2 separate regions of the Anser cygnoides genome follow, and region 1 is linked to region 2. A link is a contact called in public Hi-C data. All regions are on one chromosome and are shown on one strand. Each heading gives the region's core, a stretch centred on a gene start, on an enhancer-like site or on the middle of the called end of the contact. The rest is flanking DNA. Distances are from core to core; before and after follow the strand shown. Region 1 holds the start of FAM13A (family with sequence similarity 13 member A). Region 2 holds the start of LOC106046091 (probable E3 ubiquitin-protein ligase HERC3).

Region 1 (5,453 bases), core at 2,780-5,279, 180 kb before region 2:
TTTGCCCGGGCAAAAGTTAATTGTTATGTTATAGTTTCAGTTTGGGGAGGGGCATGACTCTATCACATTGCTAGTGTCTTATGAACCCAAAGTGAGTGCAGTAGCAACAGCACTATTGCTGCCATTTTACAACTCCGACTTTCCCTGGGTTTTAAGCTAAATTATGACACTGTTCTGTAGTGATGCTGTTTCTCCACACATCAAAAATTCTTAGATCACCAAATTCTCAAATGCCAAGAAATTTTGCGCTGCCATGTTTGACGTTGTAATTAGGTAAGCCTGGAGAAGCCTCATGTTATTTTTAATAATTTTTTAATTAGTGTGACTGTCTCCATCTCATTGATTCAGTAGGCTGGTAAACCTGCTGATTAAGTATACTTTAACTTTGTACTCAGCTATTTGTCTTCATTTAGTTGCTTATCCTTATAGTTGGCATTTTATTGAGCCAAACCATTTCAGTAATGCTTCAGTAATTCAAGTAGGTGTCTTGACTGAAATGAATAACATGCCCCTCCCCCCCCCCCCTTTTTTTTTAGAAATGGTTTCTTCTTACTACTTTTTGGATGAGAAGTTCTGTTTAGTTACACCATGGTAGAGAAACCTGTCTGCCAGATGTCTGGCAATTTCCATCTGCTCTCACATGCATGATGCATTATTTGTCTCCTTTTCTCAGCTGCAGCAGCCAGCTCTAACACCACGTTCTTCACTTGAAAATACCCCATTACACCTCTATGTACAGTTTTGTCTAAAGAATCATGGGTTCACCTCTACCCTTTCTGAGTCTCTGAGACGAAAGGGCTTTTCGTGGACTGTAGTGGAAGGGGGAGGTCCTACACCAAGTGCTGACGTTCAAAGCACATTTATTTGGACTGGCCTTCTTGTGAGTGGGCTGGAAGGTCACATCAAGCACCCTGTAGCTGGCTACTTGGCCAGCCAGGAAAGAAAGGAGTTATACTCTGATGTCACGGTAGAAATGATGACTAATGGTCAGGTTAAAGCAACATATTGCATACCAGGGATAATGGGATTATTCACAGATGTGGCGTGAAGAAATTCCTTTGGACTTCTAACGGCATCCTCGCTGTTCTTTCCCTCTGGGAATGTTGTTTCAACATCTGAGGTCAAATGTCTTGTTTGTAAACAAGTGTAAGGGGATTTTTTTTCTTTCTTTCTTGATTCATTGCATGATTTTATTAGTCTGTTCTTTATAGTGTTTTTACATTTGTTTTTAGCTATTATGTGGAGTTAGAGAGTATCTGGTGTAGGTGTGTATCTCAGCCAAATAAAGTATTCTGCTAGTCCCCTTTAAAAGGTAGGTAGTTTTAAAAGTCATCAAGCAACTCTTGCACAGGGATGGTAGGAGTATAGCTGAGAACTATAGGCAACAATTGTGTGATCAAAGGTGGGTAGGCATGGCATGACATGACATGACATAAAAGCTAATGATACTCAGCTTCTGAGTCTCATAGGCCTTCATCTATCTTTCACAATGTATTTGCTCTGATTTGAGCACTCTAGACATATTTACAATAAGTTTCACAAATATTCACCCATGCAGTATAAAATTCCTCCAGGGTATAAAAGAGACAGCAAAGACAGCAAAAGGTAGTGTTGTCTCTGACAGCAAGATAGAAAAACACAAAATTAGCCCTGTGGAACTTGCTGTTTCTGCTTGCGTGTATAACTCTGACGTGGTGGTTTGGTACAACACCTTAGACAGAGAACATGAAACAGCATAATGAGGGATTTTCTAGTATTGGATTTTTGGATTTTGTTTGTTTGTTTGTTTTCCTGTCATAGACATGACTAATTCTGATTTGTTTGTTTGTTTTGTTTTCTATGGTTTTGTTTTGGTTTTGGAATTGCTTACAGGAAAACAGAGAAGGTTTCCAAAGTAGGATGCAGCTTACAGTCAGACACCACAACATGTCTTGGGCGATTTCTACAGTCCCAGGCATTCCACATTTGCAACACCTTTCTTTCCAACACAGTCATCCTGAATGGCAGTGGTTTGGTGAAAGGAGACTGGGGAGATGAGGATATAAAGAAGCATGTCTCTGTGGGAAGGGTGGAAGGTTCAGGAAGGAATCCACCCACTTCTAAGCTGGGGATAAGGAAAAGTTCAGCTAAATCTTAGTATGCCCTTCACAGGGGAAGCTGGCCGTGCTTGGTGCTGATTAGGAAAAGTTAGGTTGGGACAAAGGCGATGAGGACATTTCACTCATTTCTATTCTTCTGTCACATAGGAGCCTTCACCTCTCCTAAGACTTTCAGCAAGTACAGAAGCTTCTTTATTAACTCAGAGAAAATATGATGTATCCCAAAGTGTTCCAGTGACTTCATAGAAGAGCGAATTTCCTGACTTGAGCAAGCATCCCTCAGCTGTGGTTGGAGAAAAAAAAAAAAAAAAAACATTAGCCAGAGTACTGGCTTGGGTGCTGCTGGTGCTTGCATTCTGTTCCTGCATTATATAAAGTAAGAATGTACACGCTACTTCTGAAATTTTGTTTATAAAAGCCTTAATGCTGTAGCTGCTGTTCACTATAGGTTCATGTCTGAACTCTTCACCCCAAAAGTTACCAGAGAGCGTCAGTTTCTCGTCACTTTCTGTCCAGGTTACAGTTTGAAGCATGTCATTGTGTTTTGCTGTGGAGCTGTGATTCAGACTAAGAACATAGCTTTGTGTGATTTATGTGAAAAGCATGTCAGTGGCTTACTGTAGAGAGGGTGATAGAGGAGGAGGAGGATGTTACATCAACTCTGAGTCCCACAGTATAGGAAGCAGGAAACTTAGAAAATGCTAAGAAACTTAGAAAATGCTAAAACCAAAGTCTAAGTTGCTGCTATACAAAGTGGGAAAGTAATCATTTTGGGTTAGGTTGGTTTAACTGAGCTTAGACAAGAAACAGAAACTGAGTATGAAGGAAATTCTGATTACAACACCTAATAAAAATACATTATGAATGAAAGTTGAAATCTGCAGGTAACATTTTCCATCTGACACATAGTTCAGTCCCTTCCTATCTGCCTCCAGGAAAATGTTCTTATTCCTCAATTTTTCTCTAGCTGTACAGCCTTTCTTTTCTTCCCATACCACAGGCAGGTACTTCCGAGAGGCAGACTTCCCAAAGACCTTGTCTTCTACTCACATGCTAAGGCACTGCCGAGTAACACTTGCACCTGAAAGGATACAGAAATAAGTATGTGTATGTGCTTCTCTTCCACAAAAAAGTGTCAAATGTTGAAACTGCACAACTCTACGGTGCAATTTTGAAACATACTTTCATGCTTTTCTTTAAATTTCTAGTACCAGCCCTTCTTCCAGCCTGAGGTGAGACACGGTGGAACGCTGGGGAATTAGTTCTTCTTCCTGCTGCTGGCACGTGGACTCTTTGTATGATGTGACTGTTGGCAGTCGCAAGCACTGTGGGGTTTTTCCACCCCTTTTTGCTTTAACCTTTCTCTTATTTCACTACTGTATCCCTAGATGGAAAACCAGGGGGTTGAGGGGCGTAGGTGGGTGGGGTGGGGTTATGATTAATTCCAGCATTCCACACTTTTTACGTTCAGGCGCAATATTGTACCACATCGAACTGCCACTCACAAGCAGAGTGCTGGTTATAGTATGGATTCTTCCTTGGCAGAGTATATTTTGCGACGCTGACTTCACATCGTGGCAAAGGAGTATGTGTCCTACATAGACCTCACGTCGCGCTGGTCGGCTCTGTTAACCTGTGGGTGTGTGGGGACCAGAAGCAGTCGTGACCTACACAGCGCACACTCCCTAACAACACAAAGGGCCCTACTGATTTTCCTTGCACTTCACAAAGTGGATTTTGTGGCAACAAAACTGACACTTGGCTCTTCCCAGACTGCTCCCTGCCCAGCCAGGGGCGTCGGAGGGGTGGCGGCCAGGCCGGGGGAGCCCCCCCCTCAGGCCCAAGACCCCCCGGCTGCTCTCGGGGGTGGGGGGGGGGCAGCGGACAGCGTGAGGAGCAGGGGGCAGGCCCTGCTCCCCCCGGCCGCGGGGGCAGAGGCAGGGGCGGGCCGGTGGGGCGGGCCGGCGGCCTGGAGGGGGCTGCCGGGCCCAGCGGAGGCGGGCGGGCTGCGGGAGCCGGGCCCGGGCGGCGGGCAGGCAGCATGGGGGCCGGGGCGCTGGCCATCTGCGTGAGTAGGGCGGCCGGGGATCGGGGCGGCGCTGCCCGGGGAGCGGCGGCGGATCGCGGCCGGGCCGGGGAGAGCGGGAGCAGGCGGTGGGGTGGCCGCCCTCAGCCCGTCCCGCGTGGGGCTGGGAGACGGGACAGGCCGGCACGGCCCCGGAGCTCCTTCGTCATTCCCGCGTGTCTTCCAAGCGGTGCTTAGGGAAGGTGAAAAAAAGGGTTTTTTTCGCACTTTTAGCCAGCGAGCAGCTGATGCATGGCGCCCTGTGTAAGGCTGGGCTGGGTGAGCTGCAAACACGCCGTCCCGGGCAGCTCCCGTGCTGCTTTTGTGCTGTACGGCATCGGCATGCGGGGGCTGTGAGGGTTACTTTCCTAAGTCTCCGTGGTCAGTTACAGTCAGTTACATGCTTTGACAACTCTTCCTGTTATAGCATCAAATCTTCCTTGTCTGAGGTCATGTAACAGAGAATGCTCAGAACTGTTGTGAGGCGGCACTTCGATTTTGATTAAGTGTATATTTGAGATAATTACCCTTAATTTTTTTCTCCCTGGTTAACATACCCTTTCCAGATCCCAAAAGGAGTCTAACAATTTACTCCTCTGTTCCTGCAGACGCGGGAAATGTCTCTCGGTTGTCTTCCAGATGTAAATTATGAGTTTGACCGAGGAATTTCAGCTCTGTGGCTCAGTGTTTTAAGCGCTAAAATGGCAACAGGCCGGAACCCTACACTTGAGCAAGATTTTTTGTGGGGGTAATTGGAGGCCTTGATTAGAAAAGTTCCCTAAGCACCACGGCTGCTTGTAAACTGCTCAGGATTTTTGCTGTCTTGTGAATTGAACCCAAGCTACGTAGCTTTTTCTTTGGCATGTATCCGCCTGAAGTGAAAACCATATATTACCCATTTAACCCCCAATGGGAACATCTCCTTTAAAAAGGGATACGTGACAAGATATTTTAACAAGTCGGTCAAATTGTAGTTCAATAATTTAGGCATGTAGTGTTTACTGTAAAGAATTAAAAAGGTGTTCACTGTAATGCTGGTTTTATTTATATATTGTAATGATGTTTCACAAATAAAAAAACATATTTATACAAGTAACGTGTTTCATAAAGATCAGATAAGTGTTGCATAGTACCTGGAACTATAGAACCTACACGTACTCCAGGAGTATATTTTTAACGGGAAAGGTACAGCAGAGTAGAAGAAATGAACTGCCAGTTTTATTATATCTGGATGGACAGTCAGGCATAATAGCAACCCTGTGCAGATGTTCAGGTTCATTACAAACTGC
Region 2 (6,166 bases), core at 1,410-3,909:
AATCTGAGGCTACCATTTCTCTCATCCTGGGGAACCACCTTATTGCAAAGGTGCTTCACAATGAGAGCAACCCTGAAGATCCACAGATCGCCCTCCTTGCTGCTCTAAGCGGACGTTGCCTCTGAAAAGCTGAAAAGACTTCAGCGCTCTACAACCTGAACTACAGTGACATTGTACAACATGAGTTAAATATTAATTTAGGATACCTTTCTAAAAAGGTTTCTGAACAGTCTGCTCCCCGTGGGTCACAGTCTTCTTTCCAGATGCTAATTTCATTTAAAATGCTAAAAATACTTTAATTAATTTCCTTGTGTTAATATTCCACACAAGCAGTTTCAGTACTGGGCAGGGGGTGTGCGTGCAATTAGCAAATGATGTTTTTTCCCATTGTTAAGACATAACTTGAAGTAGGAAGAGGTCAGACTCCCAGTGATTCATATGAATTACTAGGGTGACATCTCAAAGAAGCTCAGAACCCATTCATGCTAGCTGTCAGATTTTCTGAAGCACCTAAAATCTAACAATCCCTAGAACAGACAATGAGGTGTGCCAGAAACTGTGGAAAATCTGACCTTAAATGGATTTTTGATTAGTTCTGCAAACATGTCCTTTTGAGTCCCACCCTCCCACCCTCTGAACATTTTGCTGATAAATCCGTGTGCAGCTCTATTCCAGGCAGCACTTTCCACTCAAAGAGTGAAAACCAACATAGCCACTTTCCATTTGAGCACACAGACACAGCCGGCTATTTCCCAATGGCCTGGTATGCTGTGTTTTTATCTTACTTATTTTGAAAACATAACACATCTCTAAAACCACAATTGTTTTAATGTGCTGTTGTGCCCTGTGCTGTCACCCCACCACCACCACTACAGCATGCAAAGCTGCTGCAAGCCTTAATACATCGTGTGTTCGAGCAGGAGCTGTGTCCAGAAAGACAGAGCTTTGAACAAAGATTCACGCTTCATTTCCCATTCTGGTCAAGGCAGTTATTCCTCTGACATCAGCGGAAGAACAAAATAGCCATCCTACACCGCAAACTCCTTCTACATATCCTCCTTATACTAAAATGAGTATATAAAAAGCTTCTACGGCAAGTAGGCTATAACGTAGACATGCACATATACACACAAAAGTGGATAAAATTCATATTCGCTTACCTGAGTTTTCAATGTTATTCCTAGTACTCAGCTGGATACATCTTAAAGATAAAAATCCAGCTTTTTATAGGGCAAGCCCTTAGGAAAAGGTCTTTAAAATGCATCAGTTAGGGCATTACAATTCCTGACCCTTTTTAAAATTGGATTGTGAAGAGATAAGGAGTCAACCGCTGCACCTATTCCCGCTCTTCACTGGTCACAGCACAGCCAGCTTTGTATGCATGTTTTAGAGATAAGAACGGATGCAATGCAGCAGGACTGCTCATTTGCAGACTCCCTGTATGTAACCACAAAAAAAAGGGGGGGGAGGGAACGTTCCCAACATCCTCATTCCAGGAACAACTCACCCCTGAATCACTGAAGGATGTGCACAGCACTGCTAGAGCCAAGGAGACGCGGTACAGCGGGGAGTTTTTTGAGGAGAACTGCTGTGATTGGGAGATCTTCGCTATAATAAGACTCGCTATAATAAGACTCAGCTGACATGCTTAAGCATACATCCTTTGGTGAGGAACCAACCCTGGTGGCTGAGAGGATTATTGGAAAATAATAACAGCGCACGTAAGATCATGACAGGAGATGTTTTATTTTGCTCCTTTTTTAATGACATGTAGTCTCTTCACATGCTCATATGAACACATGCATAAGCTATAGCCGTGACAGTGTGTGTAAGATCGTGACAGGAGACCAGAAGATGGTTTTTGTCCTTTTTTCTAACAGCTGTCATGACATAGGCAGGTTCTTCACGTGCTCACATGAACACACACACAAGCTGCAGCCATGACAGCGACTGCACGCTTCCTGGGAGAGCCAGTTAGGTAAATACCGTGCTCACAACAAGCACCGCTCGGCACAGAGCGATCCCTAAACAAAGAGGCCTGCCAGCTGGCAAGGCGGGCACGAGCAGCCTTTTCCCTTCCCCGTCGTTTCCGAGATTTCAGCTCCCTTTTCCAGCAGCCCCACAACGAAGGGGCGTACCGCTCCCTTCTGTCACCGAGCCCGCTTTCTTCTCCCTTTTTGCCCCAGCCCAGCGCAGGCCCCAGAGCATGAAGCAGCGAGGTGCGACGACGAAGGAGTTAAACCGCAGGCCCTCGGCCCCCCCCGGTGCCCACCTCAGGGCCGGCTGCGCCCCCCGGGCGCGGCACCCCCCGGGCAGCCGCCCCCGACGGTGAAGCAGCCGCGCTGACGAGCCCCCAGCCCTGCCCGGCCGCCCTCCCCTCCGCCCGGGCCGGCTGCGGGAGCCCCGAGGGGCCCGGCTGGGCGGCCCCACGCGCGGCCCCGCTCCCCCGCCAGGGCCGGGCCCCGAGGGGCGCCCCCCGCGCCGCGCCGCGGCCCCCGCCCGCTCACCTGCCGCCAGCCCCGCCGCTGCCGCCGCGGCGACGAGGAAGTCCGGCCCCTTCCCCCGCCGGGAGGGGCGGCGCGGGGCTGCCAATGGCCGGCAGCGCTACGGCGGCGGCGGGCGGGGCGGCGGGCGGCTCCGCCGGGGCCGGGCTGCTCGGGGCTGGGCCTGGTCCCTTCCCTCAGCGTGGGTACGGCCCCGGCCCCAGCTGAGGGGAGCGAGTATTTCGCGAGTGAGCCGCTCCGCACAAAGGTGTCGAGGGGACAAGGACACCTTCATCTAGATAGGTTGTCCAAAGCCCCAACCAGCCTGGCCTTGGGCACCTCCAGGGATGGGGCATCCACAGCTTCTCTGGGCAGCCTGTGCCGGTGCGTCAGCACCCTCTGAGAGAAGAATTTCTTCCTTATATGTAACCATTCCCCCATGTCCTATCACTACACTCCCCAGAGCTGAACGCAGCACTCCAGGTGGGGTCTCACAAGGGCAGAGCAGAGGGGGACAGTCCCCTCCCTCGCCCTGCTGGCCATGCTGCTTTTGGTGCAGCCCAGGATGCAGTTGGCTTTCTGGGCTGCAAGCACTCACTGCTAGATCATGTTGAGCTTCTCATCAACCTACACCCCCAGGTTCTTCTCCTCAGGACTGTTCTCAATCCATTCTCCTCCCAATCTCTATTTGTGCTTGGGATTGCCCAGATTCAGGTACAGGACTTTGCACTTGGCCTTGTTAAACCTCGAGAGGTTTGCCCAGGCCCACTTCTCAAGCCTGTCCAGGTCCCATCCCTTCCCTCCAGCATTTCAACCACACCATGCAGCTTGGTGCCATCAGCAAACTTGCTGACGGTGCACTTGATCCCGCTGTCCATGTCACCAACGGAGATGCTAAACAGCGCTGGTCCCAATACTGACCCCTGAGGAACACCACTCATCACTGATCTCCACCTGGACATTGAGCTGTTGACAGCAACTCTTTGAATGCGACTATCCAGCCAAATCCTCACCCACCAAGTGGTCCATCCATCAAATCCGTCTCTCTCCAACTTAGAGACAAGGATACCGTGGGGGACAGTGTCATATGCTTTGCACAAGTCCAGGTAGATGATGTCAGTTGCTCTTCCCCTATCCACCAGTGCTGTAACCCTGTCATAGAAGGCCACCAGATTTGTCAGGAATGATCTGCCCTTAGTGAAGCCATGTTGGCTGTCACCAATCACCTTTTTATTTTCCATGTGCCCTAGCATAGTTTTCAGGAGGATCTGCTCCATGATCTTGCCAGGCACAGAGGTGAGACTGACTGACCTGTAGTTCCCCAGGTCTTGCTTTTTTCCCTTTTTTAAAAAGGGGGGTTATGTTTCCCTTTTTCCAGCCACTGCAAATTTCACTGGACTGCCACAGCTTCTCACATATGATGGACAGTGGCTTAGCAACTGCATCTGCCAGTTCCTTCAGGACCCGCAGATGCATCCCATCAGATCCCATGGACTTGTGCAACTTCAGGTTCTTTAGCCGGTCTTGAATCTGATATTCTCCTACAGTGGGCAGTTCTTCATTCTTCCAGTCCCGGCCTTTGCCTCCTGGGGCCTGGGCCATGTGGCTGGAACTCTTGTCAGTGACGACTGAGGCAAAATAGTCATTAAGTACCTCAGCCTTCTTCATATCCCCAGTGACTAGGTTTCCCGCTTTCTTCCGAAGAGGGCCCACAATTTCTCTAGTCTTCCTTTTATCACCGATATACCTATAGAAACCTTTCTTGTTGCCCTTGATGTGCCTGGACAAATTTAATTCTCAAAGGGCCTTGGCTTTCCTAACCTGAGCCCTGGCTGCTCAGACAATGTCTCTGTATCCCTCCCAGGTTATCTGTCCTTGCTTCCACTCTCTGTAGGTCTTCATTCTCATTTTTCAAAATGACAGTCAGTATTTGAGCAAACCATGTAAAGATCTTTGCAAGGATGCATCAGACACAAAAGGCCAGTGTTTGTATACTTAGTATGCACTCTGTCACTTATCAGATACAAATTCACTTTCTGTATTTGCATGGGTCATGCATGTTGAGCATGAAAAGAGTTACTTGCTATTGTACAATTGCACCTATGACATAATAGCTTCTACTTACTGTGTTACAAGCAGCTTCTAGAATAAGTGTAGAGGAAAAAAATGTTTGTTTCATTTGTTTTTATTTCTTTTGTCATTTGGAGATATCTGTAAAAAGTCCCTTAACACTCATTTTCCTCTGTTTGTCTCTGAGCAATCAAGGAGGGGAAGACATCAAATAAATAATAATAATAATAATAATAATAATAAGAGGAAATGAAGCCCAGAATTTGTCCAAGGGGTCAGGAATCTGTTGCTCAAACCTATTGCTAATTGGCCACATTTCGAGTTCACAGCGAACTTTCAAGGCTGGTCTTTCATAAACGTGTAAAATAGTAAAAACGCCAAAGTAAATTGGTTTCACGCACTTTACTGAGCACAGCTCCCTCTGGAGGCTACTCCCAAGGTTTATTTCTTCGTGCTAGCTCAGGTTTGATTGCACCATGAATTTACCTCATCTGTTGTTTTTCAGGTGGAATCAGAGAGGCAAGGGGGGGAACTACATCTCTCTGCTGGCTAGCGAGTGGAAAAATCCCTCTGTGTGGCCATTAGTCTCTGTGTTGCTCTGGAAGCAATGAACTCTTCTGTATTTTTTCTTTTCAGCCCTTTCTGTGTCAGGAAAGAGACTTTTTTCAGAGAAGCTCAGAGGATTAGCCAGGGATAGCTGCCCATGCTGGCTGCCACGAGCTAAGGTGAGGCCTTGCTAGCCCCCGTGGAAGTGGCATTTCTGCGTGGTGTCTGCTCTGCAGCAAATCCAGCACGAAGGCATCCCTAACACTCTTCACCAAGGCTACCCACTTTGTTTCTCGTGGCTTACAAGCTGCCTGGGTGCCCAAGTCATCCCAGATCCACACTGACTGCATCAGCTGCTCTACAGGGCTCTGGCACATCTCTACAGGTGATGTTCAGATCAGAAGAACAGTCTAAAAAAATCCTGCTGCAGGTTGAATATACTTTTGATACCTGTGTAAAGCCTTTTAAACTCATAGCTGGGTATCAGACTCACTCACATTGTATTTCTTTGCATATTTTATAATAAGCACTGCTTGAAAAAACGAAACATAGACACAGCTTAGAGCTCGAAGTCATTTCAGAATATGACAGTGTTCTACTCTGCTTCTTTGAAAGGTCTTTCTAAATTTTTTTTATTTTTTATTTTTATAAAAGCAGGGCTTATTTGAGGACAAATCAAAGATAGCCTTGAAAGTTATTCTGGGATTTAATCTCCCATGTGCTGTTGCATCATACATGATAAGGAAATTCCTTCAGGCTCTAAATAAGCCTATTATCATTTAATCTCTGATGGGTTATTTGGAAATCCAAACAATATATCTTTTGTGCACTTGCAGAGCACAAAAGATCACTCTGGATTTCCAAGATCTAACAGAGGCTTAGAAAAGCATAAAGGAAAGCAAAGGAAAAGAGAGGGGAAGGGGAAGGGATGAAGCAGCCAGAAGCAGGCTGGTAAAGAGCCATCAGCAGGCTAAGCTGTGACAACAGTCAGTCATGATGGTGGCACAACAGCTCGGGCTTCTGCCAGTTCCCTCAAAAATACACCTGCAGCAGGGTGGTGCCTTTCC

The links. Hi-C and Micro-C count contacts between places; a contact is called where the count stands out from the background.
Region 1: a contact with region 2 is called in a Hi-C map of granulosa cells, with 3 times the contacts expected there. The contact joins the promoter of FAM13A here to the promoter of LOC106046091 in region 2. A contact is called at or near these places in 4 of 7 Hi-C or Micro-C datasets (granulosa cells and liver).

Annotation. Positions count from the first base shown.
Region 1 is chr4:69,023,814-69,029,266 of Taihu_goose_T2T_genome, reverse strand. FAM13A (family with sequence similarity 13 member A) reads left to right here and starts at 4,029. Exons shown (of 21, transcript XM_048052161.2): 1 at 4,029-4,167. The coding sequence starts at 4,141.
Region 2 is chr4:68,841,287-68,847,452 of Taihu_goose_T2T_genome, reverse strand. LOC106046091 (probable E3 ubiquitin-protein ligase HERC3) reads right to left here and starts at 2,659. Exons shown (of 25, transcript XM_066996351.1): 1 at 2,508-2,659.